Regions from separate parts of the Hordeum vulgare genome. Here region 2 is linked to region 1. The links are chromatin contacts, called in public Hi-C maps. All regions are on one chromosome and are shown on one strand. Each heading gives the region's core, a stretch centred on a gene start, on an enhancer-like site or on the middle of the called end of the contact. The rest is flanking DNA. Distances are from core to core; before and after follow the strand shown.

Region 1 (6,109 bases), core at 2,238-4,737:
ACTTGGCAGGAGGGAAGGAGTGGACAGTAGTGTGCGTTTATCCGCAGGAAATGGAGGAGGGGTTCTGCCACTTGGGGACTCCAAAGCAGAGCTATTCCAGCCCCAGAGTTAACACAGATACCCAGTTTCAGTGCCACCGCTAGCGCGAAGTGAGTAAAATATACACTCAAGAAGATGGCCATTATTAACCCACCGTGCGCGGAATGTTTACTGCTTGGGGATCCCCACCTTCTTCTCCTCCAAGAGTCCCGAACCCGCGCTTCCCAGTAAATCACCGCGTTTTCTATGCGCCTGTTGTCGAACGCCCAGCATGCATGCATGCAGGCACCCTTTTCACCGCCGGCTGGGACCAAATCACTGGTGATCGACGACAAACAAACGCACTGCGCCGCGCTGCCAACCCCGTTGGATCGGATCGATTTGGTCTCTCCTTCATGACCGCACCCCCACCACCTTCCACGGATCTGGGCCTGCTGGTAGCGTTGCAGAAGTGTAAAGCCATCGACCCAGCTTATTTTATGATGCTCACAACGTGCCCGATCATGCATGCTCCCCATCAACCACCACCCCCATCTCCATCTCTCTCTTGCACGTTGTGTCGACTTTTCATTCGTCCAATCACAGGCGCACCGTTGGTGTCATTTCATCTTCAACTGCACGGAAAGTGACCCGCTCTTTCTTCGTCAGTGCGTGCCCTGTTTATTTTTTGGATTATATGGAATCCATCCTTCACACACCATGGACGAATGCCAGCAAATGCACTTCAGGACAGATTGCCGTTGGCTTGGCACAGGCAAAGCGGCAGGGGTAGCAAAATACAGTACGAGCACCGCAAGAAAAGTTCAGCATATTTTCCAAAACTGAACCCAACCTAGAGGGAGCATCCATGGCCAGAACGAGCTGATACGTTTCCATATCGGGCTACACGTACAAGCCTCTCCCCACCCAGAGGCACGGTACACAAGTTACCAATGAAATGAGGTACAGGGCTAGGGCCGGCCCCACGCCGCCACAGGTTTCAGTGCAAATGAAAGCCAGCAAACAGCAGTGTGCGTGCGTGTAGGTCTAGTTCGTCCCAGTTCCCAGCGGTGCAGCAATGGCACCGAATCCCAGCGGCATCTCTCTCTCTCTCTCTGCTCTGCTCCCACCCTAGTTTTCAGTTTTTTACCAACCTACTGACTAACCCAGATCCCGATGCAACTAACATTCCTTAATGCCCCCCACCGTGCACGGCATGATGCACCCATGTGCCATGGATCCAGCGCCAGCTCCCACACCGGCGCCTTGTTTAGCCACACACTAATCATACTTGCTCACATAGGTTAATGGCCACTTGCTCCAACCAACCCCATTTTTTAACCGCGACGACGGCAGAGCTGGGGAGACGGTAGATAACTTGGCATCCCTTCTTCCCTGGGCGTGGGAGATCCGCTGCCTCGGCCCCGGCACCGGGGTCCCCCATCTCCCAGCAAAACCTTCTTTCCACGGCACGCCATGCCGCCTGCCGCCTGCCTGCCATGGAAGCCTCCACTGCAGTCTGCCTGCCTGTACTGTCTGTCTGCACTGCACCGCACTCTGCACCGAAGCATCCATCCATGCCATGCATGGGTGCTGAAGCTGTTTACCCTGCCTGCCTGCTCACTTATAGAACTACTGTACCTAGTAGCTATCCGACGATCTGCACAACGTATGCATTTCTTGCAGGACCAGCGAAATGGATAAGATGGAATCATATGCATGCATGGATGGAAACGGCAAAGGGAGACGGGTTCTTCACTCAAATCAAATTATAGATCTGCGGCGCAGCCAGAAGCTGCTGCTGCTACAAGCTGACGATGTACAGTGAAAAAAATCCAGGCAAATACATGTAAGGTAATTAACTACCAAGTGACAATTACAGTAAGGGACCGATCGAGAGATCTATCCTGTCGTCAAAGATAAGTACTCCAGTAGGGAAGTAAAACTGCTACTGCTAGCTGCTGGGGAAATCAGAAGGGGGTGTGAGAGGTGATAATGGTGAGAGTATGTGAGTGAGTGTGAGCGAATGAAAAAGTTGCTGATGAATCGGTGGTTGGTTGGTTGGTTGGTTAGGCTATAATGCTTCTTTTCTTCTTTCCCGAGCATCTTTTTCCCTTCGCCTTTCTACACGGACGGCCGGCCGGCCGGCGCCCCAGCTCTACAGTGAGTGACTTTCTAGCTACAGCTTCTCTCCCCCCTTTGCACGCTCTCACGCGCTCGCTTTGAGAATTGAGATAGCTAGCTAGCTGCTGCTCACCGCCGGGGTCCACTCGAACCGGCCGGAGTCCAGCGGCACACCGCGCGCCACGTCGAAGTTGTACCTGGCCATGGCGAGACACAGAGAGAGAGAGAGAGCTCGCACGTCAGGACTCCGGCGACGAAGGAGAGAATTGCAATTTCCGCGCTGCTGATGTGAAAGTGAAACTACTTACTTGCAAGCGAAGCGCCTGGCCTCAGCCTCCTCGGCGGCCGCAAAGAACTCCTCGATCTCTGCCGCCGGCGGGACCCTCGCCCTCGCGGCGGCCTGGACCTGGACCTGGGTGGCCGGTGTTTGCGGAAGTGATGACCGGCCGCTCCCGGCAAGATCCGACTCCAGGTCGCTCAGGTCGCCCGGGAAATGGCTGGACGGCGTCGTCTCTCTCCTGAATTTTCGAAAACGGCGAGCGGGACGGGGGTCAGGAGCACGTCAGGAGGCATAATTCGGAATAATTGGCAGGAAACAAGAGGGAACTGGATGCCGCACCTCTCGCGGTTGCCGCCGCTCTCCGCGTTGTTGCTCGCCGAGCCCTCGGGGACGCCTGCCTGTAGAGCGGAGAAAGCCACGGTTTTCAGCCAAAAGAGAGAGAGAGAGAGAGAGAGAGATCTCGAATCGTATGTGAATTTCGAACTCTAGGGTTTGGACCCAATTCCAATTCCAATTCCCTCACCTTGGCAGCGGCGTCGGAGCCGCACGACGGGAGGCTCCTGTCCTGACCAGCCGCCGACGCGTCCACGGACGACGCCGTGCTGGAGCAGCGCGAGAGGCCGGCCGGTAGCGGCGCCGCCCCGTGGCGGGCGGCGGAGACCGAGGCCGAGGCCGGCGCCGGCGGGGCCATGAACAGCATGCGGCTCCGCAGCTTGAGGTAGCAGCTCCCGCTCTGGGCACGAGCGGCGGCGGCGCCGCCGCCCAGGGGCGAGCTGGGCGGCAGCGACGGCCTCCTCCTCTTGGACACGACGACGTTGGCCGCGGCCGCCCGCGACCGGGTCCGGACGCCGACGGCCTGCGTCACCTCCACGCCGCCCACCGCTGCCTCCTCCCCCGGCCTGCACTTGCGCATGTACTTCCCCATCGCCCCCCGTTCCGCTCCGCTCCGCTCCGCTCCTGCTCTCCTTTGGCCGTTTCCGTGTGCAGTGCTGCGCCGGTGGGAGGGATATGATGCCGCTGGGTTCGCTCTTTGGATTCTCTCCCCCCGTCCGGAGCGAGCCCCGTGCGCGTGTGCGCGTACGCATATAACACGCCGAGGCCCGGGGATCGGATCCCGATCGGACGGCCAGGGACCGCCCGCCGCCCCGACGGCGCCGTCAGTCGGATCTGGCCCCTCGCCCCCCGTCCGTCACGCCGTAACGGCGTTCTGGAAGCCCCAAACGGAACGTGATCATCATCACGGGAATGGCCCCGCTGGGGCTGCTACGTGTATACGGACGAGATTGCCCTCTCGTCCCCCCGTGGGCTAGACACGTGCGCCGGCCGGGATCCGACGGCTCCCGTGGTTTGGAGAGGTGCATTTGAAACTGATGGCATGGGGGTACTGCCGTTGGTTGCGATTCGACGTTCGGGTTTTTGGAGAGGGCCGTTGTTGTTGCTGCATGCGTGGCTTGCGGTGCAGTAACGGACGGACGAGGGCCGGGCCCGCGGGCTTGCCTGATGTGAGATAGTACAGTACTAGAAACGGAATTTTACAGATAGGCTGCTGGGGGCCTCCCCTGGGCCTGGGTTCTGGGTGGGCTCTGGGTGGGTTCTGCTGCCCTGCAACTGCGGGCGGATCGGACGGTAACTGTCGAGATGCTTTCCCCGGAAAAGCGGGGCGGGGTCGGCGGCAGGTTCAGATTCCGTCTGCCGTCGCCGATACCCGATAGGTGACGTGCGCTGCACACACCCCTGATCTGCTTTCGTCGGCCTCGGGAAGCCCGTCGTCTGCAATGCAATGCAATCCACTCCGCTCCACACGTGATGATGCGAGCCAGCTCCGCGCCTGCGGCGGTTGAAGCGGTTGAAGCCTGCGTACAAGGTTCGCCCGGTAGGTAGTGCCACGACCTGCTCGCTTTCTGCGCAGTGGTAATTCAGCTGTGCTGCAAAGGACATGTTACGTGGGTGGCATGATCACGCACTAGGGAATTTGAAACGGCAGGGTGTAACGAACTGCATCGGCCAGCGGAGCAGGTTCGCGGGGTACCGTGCGCGGGACGACACCGCAGGTCGGTCGCCGCACCGGCAGTTTTGGCGGAGAACCCCCCGGATCTACCTTGGCAAGCGGGCGGGCGCGTGCGTGGGTTCAGTGGAGTCGCCCACCGAGCGCGGGCAGCGGTGCCGAGCGTGGTGGGCGTTCGGCCACGGTGATAGTTTCGGCATACCGACGGCTGGTGGACGGATGATGGCGTATGTCTAGCTGGGTTGCGCGCAGTGCCTGGTCGTGTGACGACGACAGCGCTGCGGCTGTCCGCTCTGGTTTTTTGGATGCTTTGGCGTTACCGCGCAAAGATCCAACGTGAATTAATGACTTCGTGGGATGCTGGCTCCTGCCATGCATTTGCTTAGGTAAACTAGCTGCCCGTCAGTACAAGCATGTTCCGGACTCAGCATAGCAACTGCTAACAAGTACTCGTAACAAGTACTCTACTCAGGTGTTATTTTCACACCCATGCGCAGGCAGAGAAAATATGCAGATAAAACCAAATAATGCGGGAACCGGTGAAGACCACGTGAAAAATTGAAGTTTCGAAAATACTTGAAATTCCACAAGTGATACAGTGTGGTGGGGAGAGGATGTTCTACAAACATGACAAATTTCCCTCTAGCAGTAGATATTTGATTTGATTTGAGTATTGGTGAGGAAACGCAATAAAAATTTCGATTTGATTGAGTTTTCATAAGATTTGATATAATTGAGTTAATGCAAAACATGGTGAGGGGCGACCAACAGGAAAAAAAACAGGGAAGGGTAGGGGTGGGGGTCATACAACGTCCAGTTCTCCTCCAATAGTAGAGATAACTAACCGTGGATGTATATTTCTGTCTCCCATATAAATATGAGTTTAGAGATTATACTTTAAATGTTTATACAAAATGAACTTCCCAACAAGCATGTTTGGTTGTAGAATTCTATGAAACTTTGAAACTTGGTTTTCACGGAATTGCCATTGTAACTTAGTTTCCACCTCAACAGCTCCCACACTCTCTATGTTACTCCTAGATACCAGTTGGTCACGTCTGCTCGGTCGACTAGGGCTACATGGTCTCTCCACGCGTCTTGATGACCGGGCACTATTTTCTCAATCCGACGATGGCACTCTGCCACTTGTGGTGGCGTTAGAATTTCCCTGAAAATAAAGGGTGATATAGTAGAGTAGAGAAAAATATTTATCTCAGTTAAAAACCAAGATTTATCAAACTAGTACGAGAATCAAGCAAACGTTCGGCAACATCTACACAAAAAAGGCAAATACTTGCATCCAACGCGGACAAGAGGGTTCTCAATCCCCTTGTACTCATTAGTGGCAAGATTAAATCAGATAGTTGTAGATTGATAAATTGCAAAGTCGAACAAAAATAAATAAATTGCAGTAAATTACTTTTAATTTTTGTAATATAATTGAAGTAGACCCGGGAGCCATGGCACACCGTGGGTAAATAAATTACTGTTGGACAATTGACGCATAGTTATGACGTTATTCATGGCATGATTAATTATATAGACATTACGTCTAGGAAAAGTAGACCGACCCTTGTCTACATCTACCACTATTACTCCATCACTCGACCCACTCTTCCCTCCATCTACCACTATTACTCCACCACTCGACCGACTCCTACCTGCAGATGTGGTAATTAAGT
Region 2 (6,109 bases), core at 2,656-5,155, 240 kb after region 1:
ATTTCCATGCTTGGTTCAGTGTATGGGTTGTAGGCAGGTTTAAAACGCAGCTTTGACATGCCTAAGAGCCAGAAAAGGAGAGGTGGCAATATTAAATCTCTATCTACTGGAGACAGCAGATACATGATAGGTAAGAATATCAGCACACAATAACAACATGCCTAAATGGATCACGGTAAGATATCATCTGGCAGTAGGCAACATATAAACAATACAATCTAAACAGAGATTTTGCAAGATAAGGAGCCTAATGCACATTATGCAGATCGGTATGGAGCACCAATATTCTTGGAATAACCGAATAACAGATGGCAGTACATGTTTTACAAATTTAACAGCAAGTTCCATAATTAAATATTATAACAAAGTTGATGGCTTTGGCTTAGCACCTAGTCTGGAGAAGAAATCCTCCAATACGCCTATCAGATCACCAAGCGTCAAACCATAATCACAAATAAGACCTGAAATCAGAAGCATTGTAAGTAGCCTCCTTGGCAGAAGGTAACACGTGTGGCATCTACAATACAGACCAGATATCAATCAATTAAACATCCCATAGGCAAGAAACAAGAGAATGGTTACCTTCTATCTGGTGGAATTCTGCAAGATGAGTTCGGTCCACAGCTTCATTCCGGAAAACGCGATCAATAGAATAGTATCTCTTAGGAGCAAATGAATTCTGAACAACCCTTGGTATCAAAGAAAACAAATCTCATTAATCATTCAAAAGAACAGAGAAATAAAACTAGTATCGCCTCCACTAATTTAGTCAAACTAAGACGATATAAGTTATGGAGCTACAAAGAGATAAAATAAGCAACACTTAATTGCTATACCTCCTGTGCTAGCTTGTATAGCATCCTTGTGGAAACTGCAGTTGTGTGAGTACGAAGCAGGTTTTTCTCTGCTTCATCTCGCTTCCAATCATAACCATATCTGCAGACAGCAACCTTAAATTAAGAACTCTCTGGGTAAACTGCAGCAAAGACACCAGAACATACCCTTTGGAGCCATAACCACCAGACTGATGGACTTGCTTTACTTTCTCAAGATAGTCATCGGGTAATTGTGGTGTTGTAGCAGGGGCTGCAAAAAAACTCGGTTGATTAAGTATGTTTATATCCAACTCGGCTGAACAGAAGTAGCATAACCTTTACCTTTGAGGAAAAAGGTATCGTGTGAATCACGAGCAGGATGCTGTTGTGGCTGGAACAGTGCATCGAAATTCCAGAAGCTAGCAAAAGAAAGGCATTCATACAATGTTATAAATATATCAATATTAATCTAGGAAACAGTGATATGCTATACACTACATTGTCTCGTCATATACTTATATGGTGTTGTCACGGAACTATCAATCCTAAATCCTAAAAAAACTTCCAAGTTTGTACAGAAGATTATTCTACCAGTACAGGAAATTGACTACAAACAGGTATGAGAAAAGAAAAGAAAACAATGTCTTGTCTTATTTTCTATTTTACCTGCTCTCTACAAACATGTTTGTTGGCATCTCACTGAACCTGTTACATCAATAAAATGAATTAATCCATTTTCCGAATATTGTCTTAAATTGCGTATATCATGAACCAATTTTTGTATTTACCCCATCTCGACAAAAATGTTTTGGATTGCCTCAAGGACCTGAAGAAAACCCACCAAATAACAGTTGTGAGTTATCTGGTTTATCAGATGAAGCTCTATGAAAAAATGGAACACAGTAAAGATTTGAAGTACCTCTAACAACGGTTGACTATATCCTATCGCAATAGGTTGTCCTTGAGCTCCATAGTTATAATCTTTAAATTCCAGATCCTTCCAGTCGCCACTGTAGGAAAGAAAAAGCATTTAAAAGGAAAAGTTATAACAAGTCAGTTATTATTATCCATTAATAGGTACACATATAATAGATCTTAAAATTCGATTTTAAGATTTTTAACATGACAATAAGTTTAATGTAGCCTTTGACAGATAGGATAAGTACAGCTGGGCAATTTAGAAGACAAAAGGCAATGATGAGTCTTCTGTGTAGTCTTCAATTGTTCATGGTAAATTATACTCCCTCCGTCTCATGATATAAGATGTTACTAGCTACAACCAATGTACTCATATATTGGTTGTAATAACATCTTATATTATGGGACAGAGGGAGTAGTTTATAGCCAACAAGCAGAGGTTTCCTGCTCAATTTTGAAAATTAGCTTGAGATAAGTGACATCAAATTACCTCTTCAGATGATCTCGTGTCACATCGGTAGCCAATGTTTTTCTCTTTACAACAAATTCAGGCCCCTTCTTCAGTGAATACCAAATAGATTTTCTGAACAACAGTGAAGTAGGTGTAGAAATTAGGATAATCGACCGGCATTTATTGAAACTTTAAAAGAGATATCTTGCAAACAGATACTTACTCTTTTGTTATAAGCTTTCTTCTCTTCAAACCCTCCATTACTTTATCATCAAAAACCTACATGAAAGACCTTTTTTCTTAAGAAGGGGTAAAGAACTATTTGGTACTCCCTCAGTCTCAAAATTCTTGTCTTAGGTTTGTCTAGACATGGATGTATCTAAATACTAAAACGTGACTAGATACATACATATGTAGACAAATTTAAGACAAGAATTTTGGGACAGAGGGAGTACTTACTAGCTATTGTACCTAACAAATAATTGTGCCATGCCATCACACAAAATATGAGAGGAACAACGAGCAATAAAGCAACACCAACCTCCCCATTCTCCAGACGTTTAAGCTGCTCTTGCAACTCATCCTTGGTATCCTTAACCTGAATAAAACAAAAAGAAATCATGCAATGCCATGCCTAGAGATAAAAAGATCGAGACAGACAAAAGCACCGAGAGACCTTCAGTGAACACAGGTGTAACTATTGCACAATGGAAGAGTTGAACTATGATGATGAGGCAACGTTTTCTACGTACATTCTACGTCTACAACCCAGACATTGGCAAATTGAGAACATAGTGCCCGAAAAGAACAGTAGATACGGCAAGCGAGTTTCCAACAGAGATACAGACTAAACTGAGCTGTATATACAACAATGAAGAGAAGAAAGTGAAACGAGCTCAGCTCTAATACCCTTCTCGTTACGAGGTCCTCGTTTTCCTTGTCGAATCCAATCCACTGCTTCTTGGCAGCAGCCTTCAATCCAACATCGAACACGTCCCCCAATATCTCCTACAATGCAGCACCCTAAGCATCAGACATCAGAGATCTCCGGAGCCGAAACTATTGACTCCAATCGAGCACCTCCTGAAGGCCACATAGGTCAGAGAGGGAAATCACCTGGAGCGCGGCCTTGGAGGCGGCGCCCTTCGGAGGCATGGCCGCGACGAACTGCACCTCGGGGGAGCCCCTGGCGACGTAGCCCTTGGCCTCGTCGGTGAGCACCAGCGCCTCCTTGGTCATGTCCTGCGGGCAGGAAAGCGAGCACGGCTCGTTAGGTCTCGGGGGAACTAACTCGGGGCAGGGGCTACGCGAAGCTGAGGGGACTGGAGAGAGGGACGAGGGTGCCGTACCGTGCTCCCGACGATCCGGAAGGCGCAGAGCCTCTTGATCACGTCTTCGACGTCCCTGTGCGGGACGCCGAGGGAGGATGCGAAGGAGCGCGAGTCGGGGATCTCGGCGTTGGCGTCGAGGTGGGCGAGGAGCTCGTCCTCCACGTCCTCCGACGACGGCTGCTCCGCTGCCATCCTCGGCGCGGGTCGGCTCGGCGGCGGCGGCGGCGGCGATGGGGTTCCGGGAGGAGGGAGATGGGGGTTTGGTTGGGTTTTGGTCTTGTGTCTCTCGCCTGGTTCGGCCGACGCCTCCGGTGCGGTCCGGTTTTATTGGCGGGGTCCGACTTGGCACGCACGGAAAGCCCACGACGGCTAGTCTCGACTCTCGACTCTCCACCACAGCTCTCGATTTCCTTTCCCCTGCTCCCCTGCCTCTCCCCCATATCCCGCTCGCGCGCGCGTGCGGCGCAGTGGCCATGGCCATGGCGAGCCCGCCGTCGCCGCGCCTGCTCTGCGCCCTCCTGGGCGACCGCCTCGGCGCGCTCTCCGCCAGGCCGCTCCTCCGCGCCGCCGCCCCAGGCAGAGGTATGCGCCCCTCCCCCGTTCGCGCTTCGGCTCAAACGCTTGCCCCGTCGTCAGCTCCTGCCGGGGGAAACATTCGCTGAGAGGACGGCTCGGGTCTCCTCTTGCAGGGCACAGGCGGGTGACGTGCCAGGCCACGAGAACGCTCTCCAGCCTGGTGGACGCCCTCTTCAACAGGAGGTGAGCTCCCCGGTCGCCATTCCCTCTTCAACAGCGGTAGATTAGCTGCGAGCCTGTCTTTCTGTGCAGATAGAGTGGTCATTTGCAACTGGTATGCGTAATATACCTTTATATAGTGATACAACTTGACCCATCAATGAATACAATACATGATGGCCTGACTTTGGCTATCTTGGGCGAACACATGTATTTCCCATCTTTTATTTATACCAATGCTCTAAATTGAAGCAGTAGCTGAAATGCCAGTTTATTGGTTGCCTTTATTATCCAGTACATGGCTACGCGAACACACAACTTGGTGCATTGACCACATACGCAGATATGTTTATTGCTTGTTGATTTCAGGGGCTCCCTTTTCCCCAATGCTCTCATTAAGGTAGGGGGTCAACAGTAGTAGGATATTCTTGTTCTGGTGATATGATCTGAGTGAAGAGTTTCTTTCTGGAATCACTTTTTTGTTGATTTCATTTCAAGGAGATAGAATGCTAAGAAGTGAGATATGCTTGTATCAGAGTTAGATAATATTTTTTTTTACTATTAGATAAACGGGTATGAAGTTCCCTGAGTTATTGATCTTATGAAATATGGATTGTGCCTGTCTGTACTGTATACTCTGTGCTTCTCAAATATTTGTATGGTCAAAATCAAGGCATACTTTATTACTTTATATGCTGTACCTGTTACATATATTACTTATAGTGTATAGAGAATACTATTGAATTCTGCCTGTGCCTTTAAATGGCATCTATTGTTTGTAGATCTCTGATACATTTACTGTTGTATGGAGCATACATGTAGATTCACATTTATGTTTCTTTTTTGGACTTCCACAGAAGTCGGGATGACTCACTGGAAAATAACCCTAGACGCCTACGACCTGGGAAAGTGTCTCCTCGTCTAACCGTTCCCAGTCATATACAGCAGCCTCCTTATGTCAATTCCCGTCAAAGACCTCAGATGAACGGTGGACCTGAAATACATGATGAAAAAGGGATCGAATGCATGAGAGCTTCTGGAAAGCTTGCCGCACAAGTTTTGAAGTTTGCTGGGACACTTGTAAATGTAATGTTGTTATTGGCATCGCTACCTGATTATTCTTTTTAGTTGTGGAACTTTACATTCACAACGGAAACCTCATTCCATTCATCCAATACTTTGTTAAGAGAAAAGAGCACACCAAGCAAATGGATCCTCTGGTAAAGGTTCAGGTGCAGGACACAACTGATACACATTTTAAACACCTTTTAAGTAGTGTGTGAAGTAGAAGTCCCTTCTCATAAAGTACTTCATTTCTGAAAATTATCCCACTAGGGTGGTCTAAGACTCAAGTGTCAAAAATTGATCGGTTCTTATTTACAGCCAGGCATAACAACTGATGAGATAGATAAAGCGGTGCACCAAATGATAATCGATAATGGTGCATACCCGTCACCTCTTGGTTATTGTGGATTCCCGAAGAGTGTTTGTACTTCAGTGAATGAATGCATCTGTCACGGGATACCAGATTCTCGTCCACTTGAGGTAAGCTATCCAGCATCTGGAGATAATGACTTTAAATACATACCAATCAATTTACAGTTAATCTTTTTTTTTGGCAGGATGGCGATATCATCAACATCGATGTTACTGTCTATCTCAATGTAAGCCAAAGATAATCTATACATCTGCTGAAGTGACTATTGTTTGGTAGTTGTGCTTCCCTCACAGACAAAGTACAAGTAAAGAAAGAAACTGAAGTGGTTATTTGTGGTAGATATCCGTTTGATGATTTTCTAGAGGTTATTTTGTTCTAGTTGTTTCTTGCTTGTTGTGAACAAACATCCGACATTCCTTTT

What was found. A called contact is a pair of places that touch in the nucleus more often than the background predicts.
Region 2: a contact with region 1 is called in a Hi-C map of seedling, with 5 times the contacts expected there. The contact joins the promoter of LOC123406255 here to the promoter of LOC123401802 in region 1. A contact is called at or near these places in 4 of 6 Hi-C or Micro-C datasets (leaf and seedling) and 1 of 1 datasets of contacts at active chromatin or transcription factors (embryo).

Annotation. Positions count from the first base shown.
Region 1 is chr6H:517,944,340-517,950,448 of MorexV3_pseudomolecules_assembly, forward strand. It overlaps LOC123401802 (cyclin-dependent kinase inhibitor 1-like), which reads right to left and starts at 3,488. Exons shown (of 4, transcript XM_045095650.1): 1 at 2,946-3,488; 2 at 2,762-2,820; 3 at 2,451-2,660; 4 at 1,773-2,339. The coding sequence starts at 3,347. The coding sequence ends at 2,261.
Region 2 is chr6H:518,182,921-518,189,029 of MorexV3_pseudomolecules_assembly, forward strand. LOC123406255 (methionine aminopeptidase 1D, chloroplastic/mitochondrial) reads left to right here and starts at 3,906. Exons shown (of 10, transcript XM_045099741.1): 1 at 3,906-4,097; 2 at 4,205-4,274; 3 at 5,108-5,336; 4 at 5,634-5,795; 5 at 5,873-5,914. The coding sequence starts at 3,989. LOC123406254 (phenylalanine--tRNA ligase alpha subunit, cytoplasmic-like) reads right to left here and starts at 3,806. Exons shown (of 18, transcript XM_045099740.1): 1 at 3,534-3,806; 2 at 3,301-3,426; 3 at 3,094-3,192; 4 at 2,726-2,782; 5 at 2,408-2,463; 6 at 2,224-2,316; 7 at 1,735-1,825; 8 at 1,604-1,641; 9 at 1,482-1,520; 10 at 1,158-1,234; 11 at 1,002-1,086; 12 at 837-936; 13 at 583-679; 14 at 390-461; 1 more. The coding sequence starts at 3,707.